Regions from separate parts of the Rattus norvegicus genome. Here region 2 is linked to region 1. The links are chromatin contacts, called in public Hi-C maps. All regions are on one chromosome and are shown on one strand. Each heading gives the region's core, a stretch centred on a gene start, on an enhancer-like site or on the middle of the called end of the contact. The rest is flanking DNA. Distances are from core to core; before and after follow the strand shown.

Region 1 (3,559 bases), core at 429-2,928:
TGTTTGTGGTCAGAGTAGTTTAGAATAGATTAGCTGGAACACAAAATCATCAGAAAGGGTCTCTCCCTCTCCCTCTCCCTCTCCCTCTCCCTCTCCCTCTCCCTCTCCCTCTCCCTCTCCCTCTCCGTGCCCCTCTCCCTCTCCCTCTCCGTGCCCCTCTCCCTCTCCCTCTCCGTGCCCCTCTCCCTCTCCCTCTCCGTGCCCCTCTCCCTCTCCCTCTCGTTACTAACAACAGTCAACTGCATGGACACATTTTCTGCACACATCAGAAACTGGACGGCCTCAGGTTTCATTGTAAGAGCCAACTTGTCAATGGATGCCATTAGTGCATATGTGCCACAGGCATTTGAGATGGTGTGGCAGGCAACCCCAGGTCAGCAGGGGAAGAGTAGGCATTGGGTGGCAACAACTCTCAGTCATTACTGACCTGGGCTCTATTCAAACCAGTGACCTAGAAAAGAAGGGCTCCAAATTCCATTACTAATTCTACTAGCCATCAAGTCTCCCCCTATGGCCTGGATGTGATCCCCAAACCCAGGTCTCCTGTTGAAATAGCATTAGATAGCAGCCACTGAACTGGCAGACATGGCTCTGAGAAACAAAGCGCAGAGAGAGAAGCATGCCTGCATAGAACTGGCTTTAATTCACTCTACAGCTTTTCAGCTGCCCTCGAACCTTAAAGTCTGGACTTTAAGGGAAATAGCAAGAAGGGGATAAAAGACCAATGTTCACTTAAACACAGCCTTGGCTTTTGTTTTGTATGATTAAAAGCGCACATCCTTCCAACTGAGGAATAATACAAGGAAGCCGAAGAGAATGAGAGGAACAAATTAAGCATTGGAAGATGGAAAGAGGCATTACCTGGCCTTTTCTCTGTCTGTCATTAAAAGGACGCACATTCTCTTCAGAAAAGAAGGAGGAGGAGGAGGAGGAGGGGGGGGGAGGAGGAGGAGGAGGAGGAGGAGGAGGAGGAGGAGGAGAAGGAGAAGGAGAAGGAGAAGGAGAAGGAGAAGGAGAAGGAGAAGGAGAAGGAGAAGGAGAAGGAGAAGAAGAAGAAGAAGAAGAAGAAGAAGAAGAAGAAGAAGAAGAAGAAGAAGAAGAAGAAGAAGAAGAAGAAGAAGAAGAAAAGAAAGAAAGGAAGGAAAGAGAGAGAGAGAGAGAGAGAGAGAGAGAGAGAGAGAGAGAGAGAAAATAGAAGTTTTATGACTTACATGAAGCCCCTGCAAAGCACAGGGGACTAAAACCAGTGTGTAAACTTGTCCTGCAGTTTAAGTGAAAAGCTCCAACTTTTCAAACAGTCCTGTAGATGGAGCTGCACTCTGCATTTCTAAGATCCCTGCCTCAACAATGAAGCAATTGTTTCCTGTCTCCACTTTGCAACTGCAGCCTCTTTTGCTTCTTTCTGGTTGCATGTTCTATTTATTTTAATGTATACCTTTGTGTAAAGCCTGTCTCCGAGTGGCTAGATACCCAGTTGATATGTGGCCTTCGCGGGGGAAAAGGGAGTGCAGCCCATTCCCATGACATCCTGAGGCTTTGTAGAGCCAAAAAAACCTTCTCAGGAACACCTAATCCTTGGGCTCCATCCAAGTACCACAATCTCTCTGTACAACTGACATGGGCCACGTGGGACCCTTGAGAGTTTTAGGTGTGTCTCTCTGAAGTCAGCCTCGGCCAAGCATGAGGCAAATGTGCCCGACCAAAGAAAATAAATTATGTGGACTCCAATTTTCAGCAGTTATGAAGTATTGAATTACACACGCAAAGAATTCGCCTTGGGATTAACCCTTTGGAATCGAAACACAATCTTCTCCCTGTGTCTACAAGGGAGCATGCTATGTGTAAGGCCTGCCTTTTCAAACACACAGGTTATGGCAGCAAAGACAGAGGATCTCAGGCATAGGACACATACTTGGTAAACTGTCTGTGAGACAGGCACAGGGTGTGTGTCAAGGGCTCCGCTCCGTCTCAGAATCTCTTTGTCTTTCTGTGGTTTAAATAAACTGTGTAAACTTGGGAGGTGCAGAGTACATCCACCTTTAGCATTTAATCAGAATGTTTTGGAATATTTCACACAGCCTGAAACCGCTTTCGTGCTCAGATTAGGGAAGTGTTTAAGAGCCTCTGTTAACTTGAGTGAAATCAGCAGTACAAAGCTCTTGAAATGGCATTTGTCCTCCATGACTCAGGAGCAATAGAAAAAGACATCCTGCCCTGCCCTGCCCTGTCAAGAATTCCTGGTCCCCACAACCCACTGAAGCTGTTAGTACATGCTGTGGCTGCAACTTAACACATAAACCCTGTCGCACAAAAACAAAACACTGTTTATTTCCCCTTCAGAGCGATTTATTTACCAAATGACCAGAGAAAGCAAATATCCAACAATAACAGGAAGAAATCAATCTTGAAGAACTTAAAAAAAAACTTTAACAAAGTTAACTTTTCCGTAAGCCCTGGGTCTGAAGTACAAGAAGCAGGATTTACAGAAATATGCATCCAGCCACTCCCTCTGAGGCTCAACTCCAAAGAGTGTGAGCTACAGGAAGGACACCACATTTAGGGACAAGCAAATTATGTCTCCTTACTGCTCTGTCACTTTCCTTCCTTCCATGCACTCTTGGAAGAAAACAAAACTGTGCAATGATATCCCCAGTGGACACCATGGAAGCCATCCAGTTGCCTCATTTTAACCAGTGAAGAAATGGGGGTTGGCAAAGGTTCCAAGAGTAACTATGAGCCTCAGAGCCAGGAGAAAAAGCCTCCCGACTCCCTGTGTAAGTGGAGGTTTCCAAACCAAATCTCTAATTAGAGAAACATGTACTTCTTCAGGTCTCTGGTGCTTGTGTTTGTTACAGCAATGCTATCTGTCCTTTTAAAATACTTGCTATTTGTGCTGCGTGGGACATTCTTTAGTGCCTGTAAAGTTTGGCTAAGATGTTTTGCTTATGTGTGCGTGTGTGCGCGTGCGCGCGCGCGCGTGCATGCGTGCGTGCGTGTGTGTGTGTGTGTGTGTGTGTGTGTGTGTGTGTTTCTGTGTTTGAGAAAGACAGGAGCAGAAATAGATTATGAGAATCAGAGAGCAATAGAGACAGGAAAAAGATGAAGAAGTTTCTGACATCATGTGGTCATTGGGTGGAGTAAATAATAAAAGTAATTGCTAAGCACTGTGCAGTCAGACTGCTGTGTACAGTTAAATCAGGATGAGCTGAACTTTCAAATGTCACGAGGTCTTTATTTTCAACAGGTGGCGTTCAAAAACACAAAAGAGCAGCTCCCGAGAATGGCTTGCTTGTTCTAAGTGTAAGGGAGTGTTAGTGTGGGCTTTCTCATGCTTCGGAAACCTGGGCTGCTGAAAAGCATTACTTCCTGCTCGTTATTATCTGAAGGCCCGCTTACTTACTGAGAGCACTTGCTCACTGCAGATCTGCTGGAGAAGCCTTCTCCTACTTCTAGTGGTTGTGAATTAATGAGAGCTTCTACTTTTAAAAACATAGCATAAAAAAACTGCTAGAAGGTGGAAAGTCAAGTTCCAGTGCTAATGGACAAATACTGGGTGAAC
Region 2 (3,559 bases), core at 620-3,119, 220 kb before region 1:
GGACTCTGGTTTCAATATGCTGCATAAGATGCTTCCTATTTTTCAAAGTTATGAAGGATGTGCAGTTTATTATTTCATATTTATTCATTTATAGCAATATTCAGTCACAAACTATGTGTCTGACATTATCTAAAAATATAAAGGGGATATAGAAGGAAGAAAGTGTTGAGCGTGTATGTTGGATCCCAGTTGAAGATGCTCCACTTAGAGACGAAAAAAATGAGTAAGTTTCGTGTTCACAGTGAAATCTGCTTCTCAGCTGAAATCCCTGTGTAGTGACTTGTTGAGAGCTATTTTTCTAAAATAGATATAGGACACTGAAAAGACTTTAATTGATCATTTTGGTCATTTTAATTTTAAGTAACGTCTATAGAAGTAAGAAGTGTCTGATATCCAAGAATTGCTCAGACCAGCTACTGACACCAAAGGACTTTTCTTTAAAATTTAGTTGCCTTAAGCCTCTGCCCCTATTCTATAAATAACCTATACAATTCTTCCTGCCTCCACACTGAGCTTATTTCTGAACTTAAAAAGCAAATTAAAGCAAAACAAACATACAGAAAGTCTATGCATGTCTTGTTTTATTTGGTACCAGGAAAGAATCAGGAGATGTAAAAGTAGTTATAGTGTTAAACCTCAGTGGAAGCAGAGGGATGGAGAAGTTTGCTAAGGAGTTTGTGGCCTACCTCGATTGAAATTTGAGACATGACTAACAAAACTGTCTTTTCAATGAATTCAGAGAAAAGATGCGGTGAAAATGACATTCTGAACATTCCCATCAATATTCAATTAAAAAATATCAGGATAGTACGCCTTGTCTCTTGGACCACGTTCCAGGATTCTAGGTCACACCCATCACGTAACATTGTCTGCCAGAAATTAGCAAGGAGAGTTTCCATTAATACTGCCTTACTGAATTTCACTCAAAGGTACTCAGTGAAACATGCCAAGACCAGGGCTCTTTAAATCATGTTTTCCCTTTCTTTGTGGATGTTAAAGGTAAAATAGAGGCAGTAAATTATAGTAATTTAATAAACACATTGATATCACTAATGAACTATTACTCAGACCATGCAGCTCTCTTGCAATAAATTTACAAGGTCCTCCATGAAGTGTCTGGTTCTTTTAATGCAAGCACAGACATGTTTATATATGTATTTACACTCAACATATCTGTTGGTATAAGCACATCAAGGGGGTTTATTCTACCATTTCATGCATATTTTGTGATGCATTATACTTGTGCACTGACTTCTTTAGTGCTGACATGAGCAAAAGTCTTCTATTATATAGAAGTCAGAACCATAATATAATATATTCTTGGAAATTATGGCAGGAGTAAGTATATTAGCGTTTTAAAGAAACATGACACAATGTGAACAAAATCTTTGGAGTGGGTTTAGACAGCAGCTCTGCTTAGGTTCCCGAAGTCTAACTCCATGACTTTTAGTCTTCACACCATTTTAGTGCCCAGGAAATCTTTCTTTAAGTGTGTACATTCACAGAACTTATCAACTTCAGTGGCCAATTTATTGTCAGCCTGAGGCAAAACCACAGTGACAAATTATCAGATAGTATAAGGAAGAGGCAGGGTTGGTAAGAAATGAAGGACTTCTAGGTCCGGTTTGACTTCCTTCACAGAATATAATGGGATAGGGTGAAGTCACTGGACATCCTATTTGCAAATTCGTCATGAGAAATGGTGAATTCCTATGTGGCTTTAAATGGCTAAAATTGAAGAAATGATATTGTGCTTTAATTTTTTTTCAGTCTTATTAGAGTATAAATAACTCTGCAGCCACAAGCCCTGAGCGTTCTCCAGAGGCTAAGTGAATAGGTATTTCCTTGAGGCCTTGTATCGGGAAACGGAATCTAAAAGGAAGTGGAGGAGGCCTGGGGGTGGAATCATGAGATTATGACTAAGGTAGGCAAACGTTAAAAGTCGCTGTACAGGAAACAATAAAGTCACAGAACTACGCGTTTGTGCAGCCGGCTGTGTGGGAGGAGAAGACAAAGAGCCTTTTCTTGGCCCTGACTGAAGAACAGAAAAACAATTTTCATCTGATAATGTAGTAGTTGATAGTAATTTGGGGACCCGTTTTCCTGGGGGGGGGTTGTTTTTGTTTTTGTTTTTTATTACTTTTTTCCTTGGGTTGAGAAATAATAAATGGAGTTACACAAATTTACCATTTCTTCTTTGTTTCCTGTCTGTTGAATCTGTCACTCAGTTATCATTATGTTTCTTGAGTGTATTAATAATATATTTCCACCATTTTATTTTTCATTTCTTCTCTCCAGAAAAATAAAAGCTAGGGCTCTTAAGAGTACTGCAACTAACGTCATTACATACTCCAAGTATAATTTTAAAGAAGTCAGGCTGATCATCCTCTGATTGTGATGATGTAGTTATCTTTTGCAGAGTGATGAGCACAATACATTTCCCTACAACCGCCTAGGAAAGTCATCTTCCCTGTTAACTTGTTTTCCTAAGGAGTGACATAATAAACCCATCTTTGGTGAACTCTTCATTGACAAACAAAAATCTGTTAAGAAATTCATAAAAAAATGCAATTCATCAAACATCTAAAATTGAGGTGTTGTGTTTTTAAATTCATGGCATAATTTTTCCACAGTCACTACATTTTCATAAAGTTTATAAAAACAAATCTACCCAGTTACCAACAAAAGATATGATCTGCTTAAAAAATAATGTTCTTAAAGCATATTTATAGTAAAGTAAGAGAAGAATAAAATTTAATGCACAAAATGACTATAGTTCTTGCTTTGTGAACTTTTTTAATTGGACATTGATCCTTTATTATACTTCAGAGATTTTTATATATTAGCATGATCTCCATGATGATATTGTATTACTTGCAAGGTTTTTCTGGTATACATTTGTCCTGGGCCTTTAATTTGTTGTTCTGATAATGAATTTTTTCATTTTTTGCTGGCACTAAAACTTTAATTTGAGATCCTGAAAGTGGTAGGCAGTGGATGTCTTACTGACACTTAACCACAGTATTTTAAAATTCTATTTTATCTTTTAAAACCTATTAATGCTTCATTGGCAATTTAAAAATTTTGAAAGAATATATATTCCTAGACTTTTATATTCATATAAAATGATTTTATCTAATTTTATTAGACATTTAGCCAGCAAGAAAATTTTGGTACTGTATAACAATATCTATCTACCTATCTATAACTATTAAATTAATATTCCAGCATTAATTATTAACAATTAATTTGAAAAATTGTTGACCATGATGCCATTCTTTGTATGCTAATTTACCTGGAGTTCATTCATTTTTGCCAAAACACATTTTATACATTGACCTATTTCTAAACTTTATAGTTATTTATACTACAAATCTGTGCAGGCCTTCCAATTATTTTAATGTTTTCCAACTCAAGATTCTTTCAACATAAAACATGTTGTGTTATTGGTAGATTATTTTTTATTTGCTATTTTTAAGTAAAACATTTTTACTGATTATTTGAAAGTTTAACACATGCATGCAAGGCAATTTGATCATATTCATGTTGTAATGTCAGC

Evidence for each region. Hi-C and Micro-C count contacts between places; a contact is called where the count stands out from the background.
Region 2: a contact with region 1 is called in a Hi-C map of the A7r5 cell line, with 4 times the contacts expected there. The contact joins two enhancer-like sites. A contact is called at or near these places in 3 of 12 Hi-C or Micro-C datasets (the A7r5 cell line, the Rat2 cell line and Schwann cells).

What each region holds. Positions count from the first base shown.
Region 1 is chr3:51,060,825-51,064,383 of GRCr8, reverse strand. No RefSeq gene overlaps it. Among named protein-coding and RNA genes, the nearest start is that of Elobl8, 600 kb to the left of the region's middle. Within about 2 kb of position 1,678, at least 15 of the 93 cell types and tissues checked have an H3K27ac peak or open chromatin away from gene starts, as enhancers often do. A contact at or near this core is called in the A7r5 cell line and Schwann cells, where this site is marked.
Region 2 is chr3:51,282,606-51,286,164 of GRCr8, reverse strand. No RefSeq gene overlaps it. Among named protein-coding and RNA genes, the nearest start is that of Elobl8, 380 kb to the left of the region's middle. Within about 2 kb of position 1,869, at least 3 of the 93 cell types and tissues checked have an H3K27ac peak or open chromatin away from gene starts, as enhancers often do. A contact at or near this core is called in the A7r5 cell line and Schwann cells, where this site is marked.